Regions from separate parts of the Rattus norvegicus genome. Here region 2 is linked to region 1. The links are chromatin contacts, called in public Hi-C maps. All regions are on one chromosome and are shown on one strand. Each heading gives the region's core, a stretch centred on a gene start, on an enhancer-like site or on the middle of the called end of the contact. The rest is flanking DNA. Distances are from core to core; before and after follow the strand shown.

The links. Hi-C and Micro-C count contacts between places; a contact is called where the count stands out from the background.
Region 2: a contact with region 1 is called in a Hi-C map of liver, with 4 times the contacts expected there. The contact joins the promoter of Zfp874b here to the promoter of Fastkd3 in region 1.

Annotation. Positions count from the first base shown.
Region 1 is chr1:36,692,172-36,697,795 of GRCr8, forward strand. It overlaps Fastkd3 (FAST kinase domains 3), which reads right to left and starts at 3,088. Exons shown (of 7, transcript NM_001082574.1): 1 at 3,070-3,088; 2 at 421-1,875; 3 at 150-235. The coding sequence starts at 1,846. It overlaps Mtrr (5-methyltetrahydrofolate-homocysteine methyltransferase reductase), which reads left to right and starts at 3,303. Exons shown (of 13, transcript NM_001039003.1): 1 at 3,303-3,342; 2 at 4,252-4,416. The coding sequence starts at 4,288.
Region 2 is chr1:36,840,488-36,846,111 of GRCr8, forward strand. It overlaps Zfp874b (zinc finger protein 874b), which reads right to left and starts at 2,218. Exons shown (of 4, transcript NM_001346428.2): 1 at 2,189-2,218. The coding sequence starts at 2,194. It overlaps LOC120099099 (a long non-coding RNA gene), which reads left to right. Exons shown (of 3, transcript XR_005497905.2): 2 at 1-2,032; 3 at 2,141-2,290.

The sequences.
Region 1 (5,624 bases), core at 1,838-4,337:
ATGGGGCCACAAGATGTCCGTGACCAATCAGCCTAAGAGAAGGTTCTGCTGTTTGAGATCAACATCAAAGGAAATTGAAGATATCAGAGAGCACAGAAGATGAGCATTTGTTTTACATAAAGCCATGCCACTGATATCTCTATTCTCACCTTATAGAAAGGACACTCTAGGACAGAGGTTAGGAAAAGTTGGGTCATCTGTGCCAGGCTCAGTCTGTCCAAATATGACTCTTTACCTGAAAAAAAAAAAAAAAGTTAAAAACTGTTGGGTTGGAATGTTGGCATGTAAAGAGGGATTATGGTCATAAAACCACCCATTACTCCTGAAGCAAGCAGTTTCAAATGACACTAGAGCTATGAGTCAATGTAAACAGTGCCCAGGCACCCCGAGCCACTACAATCAATTTGTTAACTGCCTCACCTTGCAGCCGTTGAAGGAAAAAGGGGCTGAATATTTTTGACATAAAGTTGACCGGATGGCGCTCAATCAGTGAACATGAGTGAAGAAGCCTCAATAGCATCTTGGGTGGAAAATGACGTAAATGAGCAAAGAGCACATTTTCTACCTTCCTAAACAGAGCAGGGGCATTTGGTGGTAAATAATTGAGTTTTCCAAATGGCTCAATTAATTCAGAAATCTGACTTGGTGAAAACTTTTCGGACTGACAAACAAAAATCTCTGCAACTACATCGAAGATGGGCTTGGAAAGAATCCGCTTTCTACTGCAGTACTCCATCACAGAGCTGGCAACGGCGGGGTCCAGGGAGAAGCACTGGGCAGCAACATGTTGCTCTAAGGCCTCTGTGAAAAACCTGTCACTGTGTCCAAAATAAACAAATGCCTCCAAGACTTGCCTGAGCTCCTCATTAGTAAAACGGGGAATGTATCTCACAACGGACTTGCCCAGCTTTATAAGCAGTGGGCGTGCGTGAGTCTGGTCCAGGGCCACTAAGGCAGTAAGAACATGGCTAATGGATTTAGGGCTCAGGTAGGAAACTATTGAAAGGGAGAAGTTGTTTACGGTGTTTAAAAATGTCTGATGTTTGTCTACTTCTTCAGGACACGCCTGCAGAATCCTATAAACGGACACGATATCCTCTGGAGCAAATGTTTCCAAATTTTCACTTTGCAGTTGACAGATAACCAGTTTCAGGATCTCACAACTTGCACCTTGAAGCCTAGCCAGACTTTCCCCAAGAACACAAAGATGGTGGACTTCCAGACTGCCTCTTCGCAGCCGGCGCTGGCATTCTGCCACAAGGCTCAGCACCAGGCTACTTTGAGGATCTATAACCAGAGACTGCAAAACGGTCACCAAAACAGCATTGGTCAGATGTGAGGGATCCCGCTCACAGCGAAGGCACAAAGCCTGGAAGACGCGGTTTTCCAGTACTTCTTTGGGTAGTCTCTGCTCATCATCTCTTTTCCCTATCTCACAAATCCTGAGCAGAGCTGCTGATGCCAGAGTGACAGGCAGGGTGTCCAGTGTATGGATGAAACTCAACACTTCCTCAAAGGAGGCGAAGCTGTTTAGCCTCCTGGAAAGCATCTCTTCATCCTCATTTTTAAGAGTCTGTTCTGGCTGGTTCCATACCTGTGCTTGAGAGAACCATGGCTCACCGACTGGATGAAGGTCATTTCCGTTTTCTGAGTGGAAGCTTTTACAGTATGCATGATAGAATCTGACCCTGAACAGATCAGGTTGTAGGGAGCAGAACCAAACACGGAGGCAATCTCTGACTGCCTTTTGGACATTATTGGCAGGGTGAATTTTCAGAGCAACCACAGCTCCGGGCATCCAAAAAACAGACATATGACAAAAGGCCCTCCGCAGGGTGAACGCCATGCCATAGGGTTCACCACACGTGACTTAGCCTAAGAAAATAAAACAAAAAAAGGTCAAATGCTAAGAGGACTTAACATCAACATTTATGAAAGAATGAGTATCCCATGACAAAGATTAAAAAAACAAGAACCTTGCTAAAACGTTTTAAAAACCAAGGCTTACTTTTCCTATCGAGCTAAGAAACAGAGAACCTGGGAGGAGGGTGCCCACTCTCCTGGCCCGGACCTCCACACCTAATTGGCTGACACCCAATAGTTTCACCAATAACTAGCCAGGCCACCCATATAAGACATGCATACCCCTTCTAGGCAGTGCCACAAAGTTTTTTTTTTTTTTTTTATAATGAACTATGCCTTAAATCTAAACTCCTTGAGTCATAGGTGTATGTAAGGATCTCAGATTAATGTTTTTTTTACCACTACGTACCTTTATAAAGCTTTCCTCTTCAAGGACCACGTTCTATGGACAAAGTGAAGAGACTACACCAACACATGCCTCCTTTAACATGTAAAGTTGGTTGCCCATTAAATAGCTCCCAAAACCCCATAATCATATACATCAGTTACCACTCAGGCTTTCAGGCCCACGTGTCTCTTCAGTTTTCAAAAAATCCTATTTTCTGATTCATCAGCACTCATTGACTTAGTTTCACTCTGGCTCATCCTGAAATTTCTTTTCTGTGGACCGTGAACACCTTAGTGTTGTCAGGTGCACTGAAGAATCATAGGGCTGACATCCTGTGGCCTCACTATATCAGGGCGAGATGCTGGCTCCTAATCACTGCCACGATCTGCCCAGTCTTTACTGTAAGTTACAGTACTTCAGTTCGTCTGGTTGAAGCTTTTCCAAATAAGAAACTGCAGCAACAGGGAAACCACCGTGCCCAGTGAAGCTGGGAGCGAGAGAAAGAGCTAGAATTTAAATTCTACCTCTAAATCTCGAGAATTGCGTGTTGGGGGAAGGAGAAGCCAATGTTTATATTTACGTGAGAGGAGAAGCAGCCGGCAAAATTCAAACTCCAGGTACGAGTCGAGCAAAGAATGGCAATCTGCACTGAGAAGCCAGGGAGGCGGCTGGGCTGAAGCTCACGCACTGGTTAAAACAATCACAGAAAAGCAAGCGGAAAGGGCAACGGCAGAGGCAGGCGCCGAGAGGCCAGACCGGAACCCACGGAGTACGCTGGAGCGCGAGTTGGGGGGGGGGCGTAAACCCGCGGAACTTACCGAGCGGCTCCGAGCCACGTCCGGGACAGGACCAACGCAGAACTTCCAAGCCCCACGGACACCCGCACGCACTGTCCCTTACCTGTAGGACATTTTGGCGCGTGCGCGGCGCTAAGGCACCGCCCTCATTCGGCACTCAGCGATTGGCCCAGGTCCTCCAGCATTCCTATTGGTGATCGTGCAGAGCATGCGTGCTGTACGGTGCGCGCATGAGCAGTGTTCCCAGACGGTATCTGAGAAAAACGGGGACCCGCGCGGAATTCGCACCAGGAGGTACTCTGCCGGGGATGGCGAGGGTGACGGATGCGGCGGGGAGCCGGGACTCGCGCCTGCGCAGTGGGAATGACGTCTCTGAGTCCCCCGGACCGTGGGGAGGGGGCGTCTCACGGGGTGCAGCGGGGAGGAGTCTTCTCTGCCACCTTTCCCCCAAAGTGTGTGAGCCTACACTTGTCGCGTTGCGACTCATCCGTTGGTCCTGCCAACTCTGTAGCAATGCTTCATAACAAACCTTTAAGTTTTTGTGCCCTAGCTCCCCAGCAGATAAGCCACACCTGCTTAAAAACTATAGTTGGTTCACTCACGAAAAAAAATACTTTTATAACAGACTGTCTAACATTCAGCGTTAGCCACTGGATGGAATGGCCGAGTGTGGAATCCCAGTCCCCCTTGTGCCCTTTACTTTTCTCTCGGTTATCTCTGGAAATACCGTCTCTGTGTAAAGTCCATGTACGCTGACTACTTTTGATTAGGATCTAGCAGGAAACACGAATTCCCCAGTTTTAGGGGAACATTTTACAGTTACGGGAGTTTTTTTGTTTTTTTGTTTTTTTATTTTTCCGCAGAAACAATAGCCCTGGGACACTGTGTTTGAGCTTTGCTTAGTCCCTTCACCATTCAGGCTTATGATCCTCATTCTGAGTACAGATAAGGCAGATCAGCCCTACAGGTATGCACTTAAGAACACTTGCAAGACCCAAAAGAAGTTAGAAATCTGCAGTGGATTTCATGCAATCAAAAGTCTCACTTTCATATATCTCCTTTCATTATCACATATTGTGGTTCATTTAAAATTAGTGCTAAGAAACAAGTTTAGAGAAAAGGCTGTTTCAAATTATGTGTGGGTGTCCTGTGGGTTACCTGCTTCATTAAACAGTATCCCTTTTTTCCCTTTGTGGTTTTTAGTCTCACTGTTGGAGTTACAGCTGATGACCTGAGGTGATGAGAAGGTTTTTGTTACTGTATGCTACACAGCGAGGGCAGGCAAAGGCCATAGCTGAAGAAATAAGTGAGCAGGCTCTGTCACACGGGTTTTCCGCAGATCTTCACTGCGTCAGTGAGTCAGAAAAGGTAAGGGCAGCTATTCCTGTGCATTTTCCTGTACTCTGTGCTGTGACATACTTTGTTGTGGAAAGTTATCCCAAGTCCTATCTGTAGGCACACAAACGACAGTGAAGACTGGCCGCAGCTTATTAGTAGGCCCTGTGTTAACTCAGGTACCACAAATAAAGTAAAATGGGGTCAGGGTGTAGATCAGTTAATAGTGTGCTTGTCCATCGTGCACAGAGCCTTGGGTTGATCGCACTGCATACAAACTGGGTATAGTGGTTTATACCTATAACCTGGTTATTTAGGACAGTGAGGCAGGAGGAACAAAAGTTCAAATCCAAATTTTGATGCATCGTGATTCTGAGGCCAAATGTAAAATGAATTCTTTGAACCTAAACTAGGCTATGTTTATGAGCAATAGAAGAAGAAACCTGGGAAGAGTTAAAAAGCATGGGCTGTCTCCATGTACCCTTCATAGTGTTCCGAGCATGAAGGAAACAAGGAACTGGTTCTGACAGGCAGCTGATGGCAAAGGGCAGCACTTAATTTCCCCTTTAAAATAACCCTCTGTTCAAGTGTGTCATTGCCTTGGTTTCATTTGTAGTACACACATGACTTTGCTCAGATGGATGATGATTCCAGAATAGTAGCTTACACTGCAGCCTGGCTTTGTTGGAATATCTTATGCTGCTCCTGTATTCTTTCACTTTTTTAAAAAATGTGTTTGTTTATTGGAGCAGAACAGGGCTCTTTGTAAACCAGGCAGGCCTTGAACTCTAGAGAGCCACTGGCCTCTGCCTCCTAAATAATAGCATTAAAGGCATACGCAGCCGTGCCTGAGAGTGTTCTGAGGTTTTCATTCTGGGTTCTCGGTGTCTGTTATCTTTGTTTGTAACTCACTTTGACCCTGTAAAACCCCTTTGCTCTCTTTTCTTGTGTGTGTGTGTGTGTAATATGAATGTATGTAGAACCAACCCATTTTCCTGCCTTGCTGTTCAGCATGTCCTCCTGATAACTTAATGGGCCTGTATGCTTCTTGTGTTTTTCTGAAGTATAGAATCCACTAACAGCCTGGGGAGAGATAGGGCTTTTCTTAGTATGTCAGGGCTTGTCTTAGTATGTCATGTGGAGGGAAAAGTATTAAACTCTCCTAGCCTCCTGGTGCCATCAGCAAAAGTGACCTAAGAAGGCAGTGTTCCTTTGAGCTGCGTGGCAGCATGATTGAGGTG
Region 2 (5,624 bases), core at 968-3,467, 150 kb after region 1:
AACACTGTTAATAGGTCAAAATGATTAATAATAATATAAATACCAATAGACTTCAATGTCATGAGCCAGGCTGAAGCTCACAATTTTTAGACTGAAAATTGGGAAAACACGAATCACACAGGGTGGAGACCCTACAATGTGGCAATTACAGGTCCCTTAGTGACCCAAAACTCCTCAATTCCGTCTTTTAGTGTTTATGACATAGTGTCAGTATTGAAGAAACACTTCCATAAGACTGTACAGGGACATCACAGATGCTGCCTGCCATACTTAGCAGCTGAATCGGTTGAACAGAAATACCAGACTATACAGAGGCCTGGGAGACAAGGCTGTGAATGGAGAGCGATGCACACAGCCTGTCAGGTCAGCAGGACTGTGTTCCCTCCACAGACCTTCAAGACCCCTCAAGTCACTAAAATCCCTAAAAGTCCACATCTGTCCTCACACCAACTTGTGTCTCCATCCCGACAGGGATTCACACTGTCCACATCATGTTCTCTGATGGAACATGGAGAGTTGTTGGTAGTTTCTATTATTTTTCACTCAGCACTGTAGGGTCAATGTTGTTGGGACAGTCAATACAAAGCTCACAGTGTCCTGTGACAGCTTTGCTCTGCCTCCCTATGTGAGCTTGTGTGAGAATTCGGCTCACAGTGGTAGATATTTTGTTATGATGTTGAAAATCAAAAGCTAACATTCAGATGTTGAAGGAAAAAAATTTTTTTTCCACAGGAGGGCCAGAGTTACAGTCTCTCAGACAGGAGAGACTGAAGAAGCCACAATATCCGGAAGCACAGAGAATTTATTAGGTAACATAGATGTTTAGTTCAACAGTAGGATAGCCAATCAGGACAGACAGCTCGTTCACAAAAATCCAGAAATCAGAACTGTACATTTGCAGAAGAATATGATCAAGGGTTAGCCAACTGAAACAGGCAGAATGTGTGCAATCTTACAATGAGGGCACCTCTGGTGTCATTGTTAACACCTTGTGACAGGTTTTACAATCCTATGTTTGACAACCTCTAAGCTTACAACCTCCGAGGCAAAAGTTTTTTATCTCTTGATAATTAATCCTGCATTGAGAAACAGCTCAATATCCTTTTAGCAAACATGGGTGTCATGCTACTTTCAAGTAAGGAACTAGGGGTTGGGGATTTAGCTCAGTGGTAGAGCGCTTGCCTAGCAAACCCAAGGTCCTGGGTTTGGTCCCCAGCTCCGAAAAAAAAAAAGAAAAAAAAAAAAAAGTAAGGAACTAAAGTCTTCATGAGGGATTCCTATTCCAAATGAACCATCTTTAAGTTCACAATTCATTTCAAAGAAAGTAGGATAAACATCACGTACAGAGTCCCCTTCAGGACTCTGAACCTGGAACCTACCAAGTCCTGTCACCTCAAAGCAGGAGTATGTGCAATGGTTAAAAACCAGCTCGGTTTCCAACTGAGCATTGGTTGTACAACACAGCAACAAAAACAAACAGCAAACAATATTAGCGGGACATGCATTTCTACTTCTTCTGTAATCTCTCTTAACTGCTGCTTGCTCAGAAAACAAACAAAAAATATAAAGAAGCAAAAAATCCCGAGTTGAGACAGTTGTGTTTTGTGACTTGAAGAATTCCAACCCCTGTCTTCCCTTGCAGCAGTTCTCAAACTGGCAAAGGAGGTTGTAGCTCCAAATAAGGCAGTTTTGTTTGTTTGTTTGTTTGGTTGGTTGGTTGGTTTTCCCTTTTAATTCCTAGTTTTGTTTGGTGATCTTTCTCAGTGGTCCTGAATTCCGTACAGTACAGAAAGGACCAGATCTTCTCTTATCTTATCTTCTCTTATCTATCTGAGAAAAAGAGTAACAGCCACGTGAGAGTGACCCAGCTAATGAACAAATGCTTCCACCAGCAAGCTGGAAAATGAACGCCCAGAAGCTCCATGCCCAGGCAAAGACCTTCACCCAACCCGCAGCATTGCCGGGGAATCCAGGTCCTTACAAGCGTCTCCATTCCTTGAATTCTGTCAGCTAGCTACAGTCTACCACAGAGGTCAGTCCCACCACCCCTCGCAGCGCCCTCTCTCCAGTCCTGATCAGAAAGCTTCTGCAAATCAGCTCCCCTTCACCCCCTTTCTATCCTGTTGCGTTTTCCCTCCAGACCTACGCACCCCTCACAGCCCCTGGGATAACTGAACCCTGGACCAACCTCCATGTCAGAGATCCAACGGGAGAGCACAGCAGGACCAGAGCCTGGCCCAGTTTTGGCAAAGAGCCGCACATGCTTATTAAAAGCTGAACTCTTGTTTACCAAAGTACCGACTGTGATGTCACTGTGTTACAGACTACATTTCCCACAAATCTGTGCGATGGCGTTTCAGCAGTCCTGGGAGAGTGCGTTGTACTACTTAATGATCCTGGATTTCTGCACTATTATCTTTTGCAATGTAGTGTCACCTAGTTAGGTAGCATGGAGCCTTCGAACAGTGTCCAGTTCTAACGAGCCGAATGCTTTGTTTTCCTCAGTTTCTGGGCCCCAGCTTAAAGGGGAAGAGGATTTTAATGGGAAAGTTAATAATTACTTCATTTCCGTGGAATTTGCAGCTATTTGGGGAACTGCCTCCAGGTGAGCCTTGTTCTCCTGTATTGACACCCTGTGTGAATAATTGACAGTGTACTGAGTTACCAGGATGGTAAGAGGAAGAGACACTGCAAGATGTGATACACTTTAACAAAAGCTACAGAGGAATCGGCTTTTGATGTTCTGACAGTCAATATGTCATGTTTGCCAGGATTGTTTTATAACTGAGGTTATGCTAAGCTTCTGAAATTCCCAAAGAAGATAATCCCATGAATTTGAGATAACAACCAAGGATTATTTACAGGAGATCACAGCAAGGTCTAAGAGCCATCACTCTGGAGTGAATGCCATGTGCAATGGCCTTCTAAAACATACACAGACCAGAAGCCACGGCAGGAACTAGTTTCCATGTGAATATTGGAATCCATTTGCTTTGGAGGTTAGTCAAGAGAAACATAGACTATTTAAATCATTGATCAGTTTTAAAGTCCTCTCTATTGTTTATTAGTAAAGAACCCTCAGATTATCTCACAATCTCTCCATCTGTAAGTTCTTTTCCCTATTTATGTAAGTGTTGTGAGTTGTCCTGATGTTGTTTCATTTTTGATGTTTAATTTTGCTTCCTGCAGAGGGGTGGCACCTGGAAGAGAAGTTGATCATGTACTCAGGTGATCTCGCGTGAATCGTCTCCCCATTTACTGATCAATAAAGGGAAGAGTCTGTGATTGGGCAGTGGAGAGGAAAGGTGGCACAGGAGAGGGGGAGAGGGAGAGCGAGAGGACAGGAGAAGAGAGGAGGAAGAAGCAGCAAAGATAGAGCAGAACAATCTGGCCAGGAGAAACTTGAAGTAACTAAGGGTCTCAGAACTGGGGAATAAGTTAGTATATTGTTAGTTCTGGCCAATCTAGGTTTATTAGTTATAAATATAATAACTGAATTATATGGATTTTTTTGTTCGGGATTATTGGAGTTGAAAATTACTGCTACATGTATAAAAGTTAGTTTTAGTGAGTCTCAGAAATACTTCTTACCTTAGTTACTGTACCTCATTTTGGAACTTTACATAAATCGGATGAACAGAAGTCTGTAAGATTCTCTGAAAACTCTGAAGTACAAAGTGGTACCCAATGACGTAGCTTCATCTAGATCTGACTTGCCTTTGCTTAAACACTCCTCAGGCCTTAATTCATCTTTCACATTTTCACATTCTTGTGTTCAAAACTATGTCTTAAGGCTTGTGTGACCAGCAATTTTCCATATTAGTTCATTTATTGTCCCTGGCCATCTTGTTTGCAATCTTAATTTCTCTAAGTATTTTATGCATTATTTAATACTCATAAATACAATGTTCAATAGCCTTGTTTCTGATTTTCCATTATATTAGTCATCATAGAACTAGGAAAAAATACAATGGAACATAAAAGAGGAGAGATAACAAAAGCAACAATCAAGAAAAGATAGATATATCTTGGCTGACCTCAAACTCTACTACAAACTCTACCTATTTAGCTGTTTCTGTAGTTCCAACCTGTTCCTAAAGATACTTGAGGAGCCGCTTGTTTTAGTCTATGAGGGAATCCAGAATATTTTGATTTAATAAGGGTGGCAACAAGTGGATGGAGAGTCAGGGCAAGCAGTGGAGAAGCAAAAATTCTTCCTTCAATACTCTTTTTTGTGTATTATTGACAAAGAAGAAGTACTGCTCAGCTATTAAAAACAATGACTACATGAAATTCTTAGGCAAATGGATGGAACTAGAAAATATCATCCTGAGTGAGGCAGCCCAGTCACAAAAGAACACACATGGTATGCACTCACTGATAAGTGGATATTAGCCCAAAAGCTCAGAATACCCAAGAAACAATTCATAGACCATATAAAGTTCAAGAAGAAGGAAGATCAAAATGTGGATGCTTTAATTCTCCTTAGAAAAGGGAACAAAATACTCATGGGAGGAAATACAGGGACAAAGAGTGGGGCAGGCAGGTACATAAGAAAAGGCCATCCAGAGACTGCCCCACCTGAGGATCCATCCCATATGTAGCCACCAAACCCAGTCACTATTGCTGATGCCAAGAAGTGCATGCTGACAGGAGCCTGATATGAATGTCTCCTGAGAGGCTCTGTCTGCAAGAGCCTTGCTGATACAGATGAGGATGTTTGCAGCCAACCACTGGACTGAGCACAAGGACCCCAATGGAGGAGTTAAAGAAAGGACTGAAGGAGCTGAAGGAGTTTGCAACCCCATAGGAAGAAAAACACTTTATAAGAGTTCCCAGAAGCTTGGGTTTCAGTTGATTCCAAGGCAGTCCATGGTCACAACCAAGATGAGGAATCCCTGAATCTAACAACACAGACACAAGTGCACATACAATCAAACATTCAAGTTTTTACTGAAAAAGGAAAAGGACATTCATTTGTACAGAGGTTATACTGATGCTATACTAGTGGTAACTGTGTGTGTGGGCGGTTTAAGGTTGATGCTGATATGCAGGTGAGGGCTGGCACAAGTTAGGTCAAGGCCCATGACTGGAAACTAAAAAGTAAGGTGGGGGACAAAGTTTTTGTAAGGTGAAAGGGAAGAGGAAAAGGAGAGGGAGAATCAAGATGGAGATAGAGAAGGACGACCTAGATCTGGGTGGTCTTAAATGACCATAGGCAGTTATGAATATTTCTTAAGGGGTGGCTTTCTGTAGGTCAATTTATGGGAGGATTATATCTTTATCAATTGGCTGTGAGTTTATTGTGTGGACGTATTGAGAATTTAACATATATATCTGATTGCTAAAGTACAGTTTATTGAGTCTTGTTTTAACGGGTTGCTGGGAGTTTATACTATAACTACCAGGGGGCAGTTGCTGGGAGTGTGGACAGAGTCCTTGACAGGGAGTCATGATAGGCCAGCCGCAGGAGAGGGCAGCTGGCAATGGGGGCCAAGAGACTGCCGGGGGTAGAGGATAGCGAGAGGTAACATGGCATAGTGCCACACTGGAACCGGTTGCCACTGAGATGAAGGTACCCCGCAGATGTCATGTGGCCCTATGGTGCCAACACTAGCATGGGA